Linked DNA regions of Rattus norvegicus: region 2 is linked to region 1. A link is a contact called in public Hi-C data. All regions are on one chromosome and are shown on one strand. Each heading gives the region's core, a stretch centred on a gene start, on an enhancer-like site or on the middle of the called end of the contact. The rest is flanking DNA. Distances are from core to core; before and after follow the strand shown.

Region 1 (4,981 bases), core at 2,478-4,977:
AGATATTTCCCCACCCAGGCACTCAACTTTGCCTTCAAAGATAAATACAAGCAGATCTTTTTGGGTGGTGTGGACAAGAGGACCCAGTTTTGGTGTTACTTTGCAGGGAACCTGGCATCAGATGGTGCTGCTGGGGCCACATCCTTGTGCTTTTCGTACCCTCTTGATTTTGCCCGTACCTGTCTAGCAGCTAATGTGGGTAAAGCTGGAGCTGAAAGGGAATTCAAAGGCCTTGGTGACTGCCTGGTTAAGATCTACAAATCTGGGGCTGGGGATTTAGCTCAGTGGTAGAGCGCTTACCTAGGAAGCGCAAGGCCCTGGGTTCGGTCCCCAGCTCCAAAAAAAAAAAAAAAAAAAGCGTTAAAAAAAAAAAAAAAGATCTACAAATCTGATGGGATTAAGGGCCTGTACCAAGGCTTTAATATGTCAGTACAGGGCATTATCATCTACCGAGCTGCCTACTTTGGGATCTATGACACTGCAAAGGGAATGCTCCCATATCCCAAGAATACAAACATCTTCATCAGCTGGATGATTGCAGTCTGTCACTGCTGTTGCTGTCCTGACTTCCTATCCCTTTGACACGGTTTGCCGTTATATGATGATGCAGTCTGGACACAAAGAAACTGATATCGTGTATACAGGCACGCTTGACTGCTGGCGGAAGATCGCTCGAGACGAAGGAAGCAAGACTTTTTTCAAGGGTGCATGGTCCAACATTCTCAGAGGCGTGGGTGGTGCCTTTGTGCTTGTCTTGTATGGTGAGATCAAGAAGTACACATAATTATGTCCTAGGTGTTCTCCCCGAGAACGGGCATGTTGTATAATAGACCATATTCTTGAACATTCTGGACAGATTCTCTGGGCTTGTCTGTCTTATCAGTGGCAACTATTTACCAGTTGAAAAGTGGGAAGCAATAATATTCATCTCACTAGTTTTCTCTTAAAGCCATTTCCATAATGACAATAATGATGGGACTCAATTATATTTTTTATTTCAGTCACTCCTGATAATAAAAAATGGAAGAGGGGTTGGGGATTTAGCTCAGTGGTAGAGCGCTTGCCTAGCAAACGCAAGGCCCTGGGATCGGTCCCCAGCTCTGAAAAAAAGAAAAAGGAAAAAAAAGAAAAAAATGGAAGAAATAAAAGTATCCAAAACCAAAATAATTTTAAATTGGAAATGTGGGTTTCTTTAAAAAATTAAGTTACATTATTTGGTGTGTGTGTGTGTGTGTGTGTGTGTGTGTGTGTGTGTGTGTGTGTGTATGGGTGTGTATAGGCCAGCTGTGGTATGAATGTAAAGGTCACAGGACAACTCTCAGGAGCACCCCAGGCTAGTGATAAAGGCCTTTACCCAGTGAACCAGCTTTCTAGCCCCAGAAATGTGGACACTGATAACAAATGCTCAGGGTAACAGGTAAATCCAAAACTGGGCCTGTTCCAGGTATGTGGACGCCCCTTGGTCTTCAAGTTATATAATTCTAAAGAATCTGCTGGCCCAGACCCCCCTTTTCCCAGTCTCGTTCTGCTGTGGGTAGCCTCACTCCATGTTCATACCATTTTTCCCATCCAACCCATTTTATAGATGAGGAAACTTACAAGAGAAGTGTTCACACACAAGAATAGATGTCATCGACTTGCTTTGAACATGCATCCAAGACCCTCTGCACCCTAGTTAAGTCACACAGTGGCCTGAGACCCTCTGCACCCTAGTTAAGTCACACAGTGGCCTGAGACCCTCTGCACCCTAGTTAAGTCACACAGTGGCCTGAGACCCTCTGCACCCTAGTTAAGTCACACAGTGGCCTGAGAACCTCTGCACCCTAGTTAAGTCACACAGTGGCCTGAGTTCTTGTTGTTGTTTGCTTGCTTGTTTTGTGTTCTGAGACAAGGTTTTTCTGTATAACAACCCTGTCCTGGACTTGTAGACCCAGCTGACTTCAAACCCACAGAGATCTGCTTGCTCTTGCCTCCTGAGTGCTGGGGCTAAAGATATCCGCTAAAGGTTGCCTGCCTGGCTTTAGCCTGAGTCCTTTGTCACTCTTACATGGAGGGGACCAAAGACAGAAGGATGTAACCCAAGGTCACAGAGCTTGAAGCAATGAAATGGCAGTCTACTTAGAAGGCAGTGGTCCCTAGGGCCTGAGCTCTTAACCATGTGCTTTGCTAGAATATTGAGGGCAAAGCTAAAGCTGGAAATATTCAGTTCTCCTGACACCTCCCCTGGCCCTGTCCTGGTTTCTCACACACACACACCTCGCCAGGCTGAGGATGAAGCATACTTGGTACAGTGCTTGCCAAGCGTGCGTGAGGATCCGTGTTCTGTTCCCAGCACTAACTACACAAGGCATAGTGACCCATACTTGTAACCCAAGAATTCAGAAGGTGGAGGAGGGCAGAGATCAGGAGTTCAAGATTAACCTCTGCCACATAGTGAGGCCCATCTGGGCAACATAAGACCCTGTCTAAAACAAAACAAAAGTCTGGCACTGAAATAATATTTACTGTGGGCCATTTTTTTTTGCTCTGTGTCTCTGTATGGGGTATGTGAAGGGTGTGTGTGTGTGTGTGTGTGTGTGTGTGTGTGTGTGTGTGTAGGCCAGAAGTTGACATCAGGTATCTTCCTCTGTCATTATCTTTATTTTCTTCTTCTTCTTCTTCTTCTTCTTCTTCTTCTTCTTCTTCTTCTTCTTCTTCTTCTTCTTCTTCTTCTTCTTCTTCTTCTTTTTTTCTTTTCTTTTTTTGGTTTTTGAGAGAGGAACTAACTGTGTAGACCAGCCTGACCTAAAAGTCACAGAGATCCCCTGACATGAGCACTGAGATAAAAGACATGAGCCACCTCACCTGGCCTCACCTTTTTACATTTTCAAATTACATCTGTTTGTTTGTGTATTCTTGAAGCATGTGTGGTGGAGAGAGGACAACGTGTAGGAGCCAGGTTGGTGAATCCCAAGGATCAAACTCAGGTTGTAAGGCCTGGCAGTGCCTGGACCCACTCAACCATACCGATAACCTTCACCTTATTTTTTGAGATAGCGTCTCTCACTGAACCAGGAACTCACCAGTGCAGCTCAAACAGGGACTGCAAAACCCAGGGAGTTTCCTGTCTCTCCCTGGGCCTGAGGTGACAGATGTGTGCTGCACATTCACCTTTTCCCAGGGCCACCAGGGAACCAAACTCACATCCTGTGTAGCAAGCACTTTATGAATGAACCATCTCCCCAGCCCCTCCCTGCAGGTCATGGTTTTGGGTGTGTGCCACTGACCTCCAGAGTGCGTTTCACCTTGTAAAAATGAAAGTCTGGAGCCATTAAAACAACTACTGTCCACTGTCTGGCCCTGCCTTACCCAATTTCACTCTGGTATTTATGATCTTGACTGTTCTAGATTGAAACTGTTCTGTTCCCTCTTCTGTTGTGGAAGTAATCTTTGCCAATGAGGTGAGTGGCATGGCCAGCCAAGACCAAGTCCAGAGGAGGCCAGTCAAGTCTCCAGGTGGAGTGATCAGAGAAGGCTTCTGAGGGGAGAAGGAAAGACAATCGGAGCCAGTTCAGCATTCGGAAGGATCCTGAGCTGGAAGCCAGCCTGGGCTATATAGCCCCATAGGGTGAGGAGTTAATGGGGAAATGACTCAGAGATGTTTAGCCTTTGTGGCCTGCCCTTTGGTTTATGACGGCCACCTCAGCAACACTGACCTTTGCCCTCAGGTGATGTCCCGTCATATGAGTGAAGGCACCAGGCCCTCTCACAAAACTAGTGGCTTACAGACCAGTGCTAGCTTCTAGAACCATGGGGACCAGCCTGCGCAGTCAGTCCTTTCGAGAACCCCGGCCCTGCTATGGGAGGCTCCATGAGTCCCACGGGAGATCTCTGGAGGGCCGACTCCGCCGGGCACTGAGCCTCAGACAGGGCCGTGAAAAGTCCAGGTCCCAGGGCCCCAATGGCTCGGAAGGGCTGGAAGTCTCTGTCCAGGAGCGGCTGCCAGGGACCCTAGGAGACACAGAACAGCTGATCCAAACCCAGAGAGGAGGGAGTCGACGGTGGCTGAGACAATACCAACAGGTGCGGCTTCAAATTGAATTATCGGTTTCGCGGGGAAGGATGGGGACTTGGGGCAGCAAAAGGTTAAGAGCACAGCTGACCTGAGGGAAGCCAAGCAAAATGCCCAGGGATTGAGTGCATTTGACTAAAAGCAGTTGTGATTTTTTCCCCCTGTGGGCACTGGGGATTCACTGAAGGTTGGAGGAGAGTGGGCTAATGGAACCTGGGTGTAATATGGTGAGAGCTGTGGCTGTTTTGAGATGGGGTCTCACTAAGTAGTCCAGAGTGGCCTGTAACTTTTTTTTTTCTTTTTCTTTTTTTCGGAGCTGGGGACCGAACCCAGGGTCTTGCACTTGCTAGTAACTCTTGATCCTACTCTGTACTGAGTGCTGGGAGTACAGGCATACATTACCACACAAGCCTTTCAGAGCTGTATTAAGATGATTAATGTAATCCTGTGTTGCAAGGGTGACTAGAGCAGGGGCAGGAGGCAGGGAGATTGGCCAATGCAACTTCTGGCAAGTTACCGTCCTTACCTCTCACCAGGGAAGAAGAGGAGATTCTCCCACACATCCTGGCCCTGCCTTCCATGGGGAAGGGTCTCCCCTCCCCCAGGAGTTTAGCTTCTCTTTCATGGCTCTAGCCCCACCTGGTGGCTATGAGTGGAACACCACTTGAAGCCACTACTATGATGTTTTCCCTACTTTGGTCTTCCAGCAGGTGAAAAGAAGGTGGAGGAGCTTTGTTGCCAGCTTTCCCAGTGTCACCCTGAGTCAACCAGCCTCCCCAGAGGCCTTGTTGGACACCAACAGCTAGAGCTGCTGTGACTGCCCCTCACTCCACAGGCTGCACTCTTGTGTCTCCTCGTCTGCCTCTACATGGCTTTCCTGGACTCTGAACTGCTCCAGCCTTCGAACTTTGTCTTATGACCCAAGGAGGC
Region 2 (4,597 bases), core at 815-3,314, 240 kb before region 1:
CTGTCACTATTCCAGCACCCCGTCCGTGTTGTCTCCCGAACCCACCCTCGAGGCCACCTCTCCCCTGGAAGATGGAAGTCTGTTTCTCTACTCCCACTCCTGCTGCCCACAGACCTTCTGCACACAGTAGCCCAAGGGACCTTTTTAAAACAGGAGCTAGAATAACACCTCTTCCTTTCTTTGAAATGAAACCCTTTAAACACTTTAAATGCTCTGTTTGAGTAAAATCCAAATTCCTTGACCAAGCCTGTGGGATTCTAGTGGAGTCAGCCATTCCTCCCCTTTATAGCTCCTGTTCTACCTTTACCGTCCCCCACATGCCCCCACTTGCACAACCCAGGGCCTTAACCTCATTATTCCTTCTGACCAGGACCTGCTCTCATCAGAGCTCTCTGGGCTGGCTCCTTGCCTCAGTTCAAAAGGCCTTCTTGCTCAGAAAGGCCTTGCCCAACCACCTGCCTTAGAAGTCCCTGCTATGGTGCTGTGGTTGTTTTTAATCAGACCCTTTGTCCCTTAGGCTGGGAGTCCCATAGGGACAGTAGTGCACGCTATGAGGAGGGGCTGAGTGGGTGAGTGAGGTAGACAGCCACACCCCAGGACTCCTGCCCAGCTGAGTCAGCCACTGCTACCTTCATCTCTGCCATCCAGTCCATGAGGTAGAGCAGGTCCTGAAACACCTTCTGCAGCTCCAGGTTGAGAAGGAGCCGCTCACGGCGGGCGGCCACCATCTCTCGTAAGAAGTCCCAGAGCCGGGCCACGTTGTTCTGCCGCGCCGCAATGCGCTTAATGTCATGGTAGTGCTCAGCGGCCAGTTCTGCGGCTACGGCGTCCACCGCTTGCACCCGGCCGCTGTAGGCCACAATGTCTGTCTCAATGGCTTCATGCTTCCGCACTGCTGCCTCCACTGCTGCCAGCTCCAGGCCAAAGTTGTCCTGTGACAGAGGAGGGGAGGGGAGTGTTGAGAGCCAAGGGACAGGGCCTCTGCTTGCTCTGTCTATTCCCCAGCGCACACTGACTGCCAGAGCCAACTTTAAGTAGTGGCTTTCTGTCCCCTCTCTATCTCCTCATCCTGCCTTGCTCTCTTTTCTCCTGGGCAAGCCTTGGGCCCACAGATCCTGAGTTTCCTGCATGACAGAACTGTTTTATCCTCTTGCCACTCTGCGGGAACACTTCCCTGGTCCTGTCTCTCTCCCTACCAGCCTGGGTGTGTCTGAAATGTGAGTCCTACCTGGGAGACGAGGCGCTGGTTCTCACTGAGCCAGGTCTCCCGCATGGCAGCCTTGCGGTCGAAGCGAGCAGCCAGTTGCTCCAGCTTCTCCTGGCGGATCAGCTCCGTGCGCAGGGCCAGCTCTCGCTCATGTTCGGCTTTCTCTAGCCGCTCCCAGGCCTGTGAGGTAGAAATTGGATTAGTACAATGGGACCGGGGTAGAGGTCAGAAGGCTGTGCTATAGAAACATAGACCTGCTGGACCCAGTTCAGTGTCACAGAAGCTGGGTCTAGCAGATCCACGGAATGGCCTCGCCGAGGCACCTGTGCCTGAATAGGGAGAGGTTCCGGGCGCATCGTGAAGCCACATAATAACTGTTTGCTTCTGGACAAGGTATGAGGTCATCTATGGAAAATGTCTGATTTGTCTACAGAGGTTGGACTCTGTGGGCAAACCTTAGTTTCCCTGCTTTGGTTTTACAGTTCTGTTTGTAAAAACAGAGGTAGAGACAGTGAAACGGGGCATGTTGAACAAAAGCCTGATTTATGTTGTGGCTCTGTATGGAGAGCGAGGGGGAAAGAGACCACAATCATATGAGAGGATAGCAGAGTCAGGTCTGGGCGTGTGGGCAGCAGGGCAAGGGCTTGGTGGAGGTCAAGAAGGCCCCAGGTCACGAGAGGCATGAGAAGTACACAAGCCAAACATGGCCATCTGTGGATGTTAAATTAAGGGAGGCATGGACCTTGTTGATGTCCGAGATGAGCCGGCCTTCGCGTGGTGTGTAGACTTTCTGGTTGTTGGCCCGCAGCTTACTCTGGATGGTGAAGAGCAACACCTCCAAGTTCCCTTTCTCTGTGAACCTGCAGAAGAAGTCGAGTTGAGATCAGAGGGATCAGAGGCAAAGACTACAGGGGACCCGAAGCCTCAACTCTATGGCACAGAATATCCATGCTGCTTTTCTTCTCATGGAGGCAATACAAGCTTTTCGTGTGAAAGCGAAAAAAAACCAAACACTAGCAGGTAAGCCAAAAGGACACGCTTCTTTTTTGTTTTTGTTTTTGTAACTATGTAGACCAGGCTGGCCCTGATCTCATAAATGTGCTTCCCTCTGAGGGCTGGGATTAAAATTGTGTCCCACCCACACTTTGCTTCTCTTTCTTTTGGGGGCAGAGGTCTTGCTAGGTAGCCCAGGCTAGCCTTCAACTCATAATCCCCCTGCCTCAACCTTTAGAGGTTTAAGTTTAGGTTAGCATCACTATGCTTGGCTTAAGAACATTATCTATCTGTCTGTCCATCCATCCATCCATCCATCCATCCATCCATCCATCCATCCATCCACTACTTACTCACTCACTAACTACAGGTCAGGGCCTCATGCATGCTAAGCACATGCTCTACCACTGAGTACATCTGCACCTCTTTAAGGGAACTTTCTGTCTCATCAAAGGTCTCACTAAGTTACCCAGGTTGGCTTTGAACTTGAGCTTGTGACCCTCCTGTCTCAGCTTTCTGCGTAGTCTGGACCATAAGCCTCAACTCCATGCTCAGCAGGAACATCATTTTAAAGTAGCCAAAAGCTCTATGGAAACGGTGGCTGTTGTTTCCATTCAAGCACTACAGGGAGCTACAGTAACCAGAGCTCAGTGACCAACAGAGTGGCCGTGACCAGGGCCTTGGCTCTCGCCCCTTCTCAGCACTTTGCACATGGTAACTTCCCATCACAGTCTCTGTTCTCTCCTCTGTTTTCCAGAGGAGGAAACTAAAGACGAACAAGCTCTACAAGTTCTCCACCTCACAACAGTAGGGTGGCAGAGCCAGGATTTGAACTCAGGGACTTTAAACTTGGATTCTTATAACTTTGCTGTGGCTTGTGAAGAGCTTGTAGCCTACTTCTTCGACTGTGGCAACCTTTTCCTGTCATTTGGGGGCTACTATCTTCTGTTGGTTGCTGCGTGAACATGACTTATTTTTCCTACATTACAAAGGTCATGTTAGAGTGTCCTTGAGATTTCATCTTTGCTGGATGCCCCGAAGAGTATTTTCCAGGCAAAAGACACACAAATGCAAACACACAAGCACACGCGCACAGGCATGCACACACACTCACGCACGCCCTTGCCTGTACTATATAGCATTGCTAACAGCCATCTTATACATGAAGAAACAATTATCTAATTATCTTTGTGGTGCTCACGCTGTCGGCCACACCATATACTACTAGCTGCTGACTTGCCTATCAGGTCCAGTCCTGTCTATTCCTACACTGACACTACACTGTTGCATGGCCCCAGCTTGTCTATATGTCTGTCTGTCTGTCTGTCTGTCTGTCTGTCTGTCTGTCTATATCCCCCACCCTCATCTCCACCCCCTCTGCAGAACTTTCTCCGATGCCCAGGTTGGCACTCACTATGGCTGGCCTCAGAACTCACAGCAAAATCTTCCTGCCTCAGACTCCCAAGTGCTGGAATTCGCAGGTGCAGCCACAGTGGCTGGCTCACAACCAGTAATCTTTATCTGATGGGTTTCACTGACTCGACACGCCACGGCAATCATTCTTCCATGGCATGCTTTTGGAAAATGGCTAGTCATTAGAAAATGTGTTTTGGAACAAGCATGCTGCTTGGATGCTTCCAGCACTTTGAGAGGAGGGAAACTTAAGCCTTGGCTGCACTTCTGCGCTACCAAGTGTCCCTCCCAAAAAGCTGCCCTCATTTAGGCTTTCTCTCAAGTGAGCACAGCTCTGGGCAGGCATGCTCTGGCAGGGTGGGGCCCAGGGGACACCTACTTGGGTGGCTTCTCCACCGTGCGGTAGGAATTGAAAGACTGCAGCTGGTTCTGGACGCCACTCAGGGAGTTGGCCAGCTGTCGGTCATTGAGGGTCACAATCGTTTGCTCGATCCACTGCAGCAGTTCAGAGGCCAGGGACTCATATTTCTCTACCAGGTGTTCTGCCTCCATGGCATGGTCCAGGACCTGTGGGACAGGAGCCAGGCAGGTGGGTAACTCACCCAGGGCGATGGCTCTGCCCAGTCCCATTTTAGGAGTAAGCCCTACACCAGGCCTCCTCTGGCCCTACGCCGCTGTCTCACAGGTACCTTGCCAATCCTTTTGCCTTCCACAGCCAGGGCCTTCATCTTCGAGAAGTAGTGGTAGTAAGTGGCCACGTAGGTGATGATGGACTTCTCATCGGGTTGGTCTACGTTCACATCTGAGGAAAAGGACCTGGGTGAGGCGGACATCACACACCTGCCTCCCTTCCAGAAGTAGCCCAAAACCTGACCCACTCACCTCATGCCAAGGGCCCCCAGCCCTCCAGAGCTGACCCATCTTTTCAGATACCTTTAGAGCAGTGGTTCTCAACCTTCCTAATATTCTTTGATACACACACTG

What was found. A called contact is a pair of places that touch in the nucleus more often than the background predicts.
Region 2: a contact with region 1 is called in a Hi-C map of kidney, with 4 times the contacts expected there. The contact joins the promoter of LOC102553046 here to the promoter of C1h11orf86 in region 1.

The regions. Positions count from the first base shown.
Region 1 is chr1:211,214,085-211,219,065 of GRCr8, reverse strand. C1h11orf86 (similar to human chromosome 11 open reading frame 86) reads left to right here and starts at 3,727. Exons shown (of 2, transcript NM_001109521.1): 1 at 3,727-4,062; 2 at 4,759-4,981. The coding sequence starts at 3,790. The coding sequence ends at 4,857. It also overlaps the pseudogene Slc25a5-ps10.
Region 2 is chr1:211,449,319-211,453,915 of GRCr8, reverse strand. LOC102553046 reads left to right here and starts at 2,064. Exons shown (of 2, transcript XM_039101326.2): 1 at 2,064-2,227. Sptbn2 (spectrin, beta, non-erythrocytic 2) reads right to left here. Exons shown (of 37, transcript NM_019167.2): 8 at 4,303-4,415; 9 at 3,993-4,180; 10 at 1,950-2,067; 11 at 1,229-1,387; 12 at 630-932.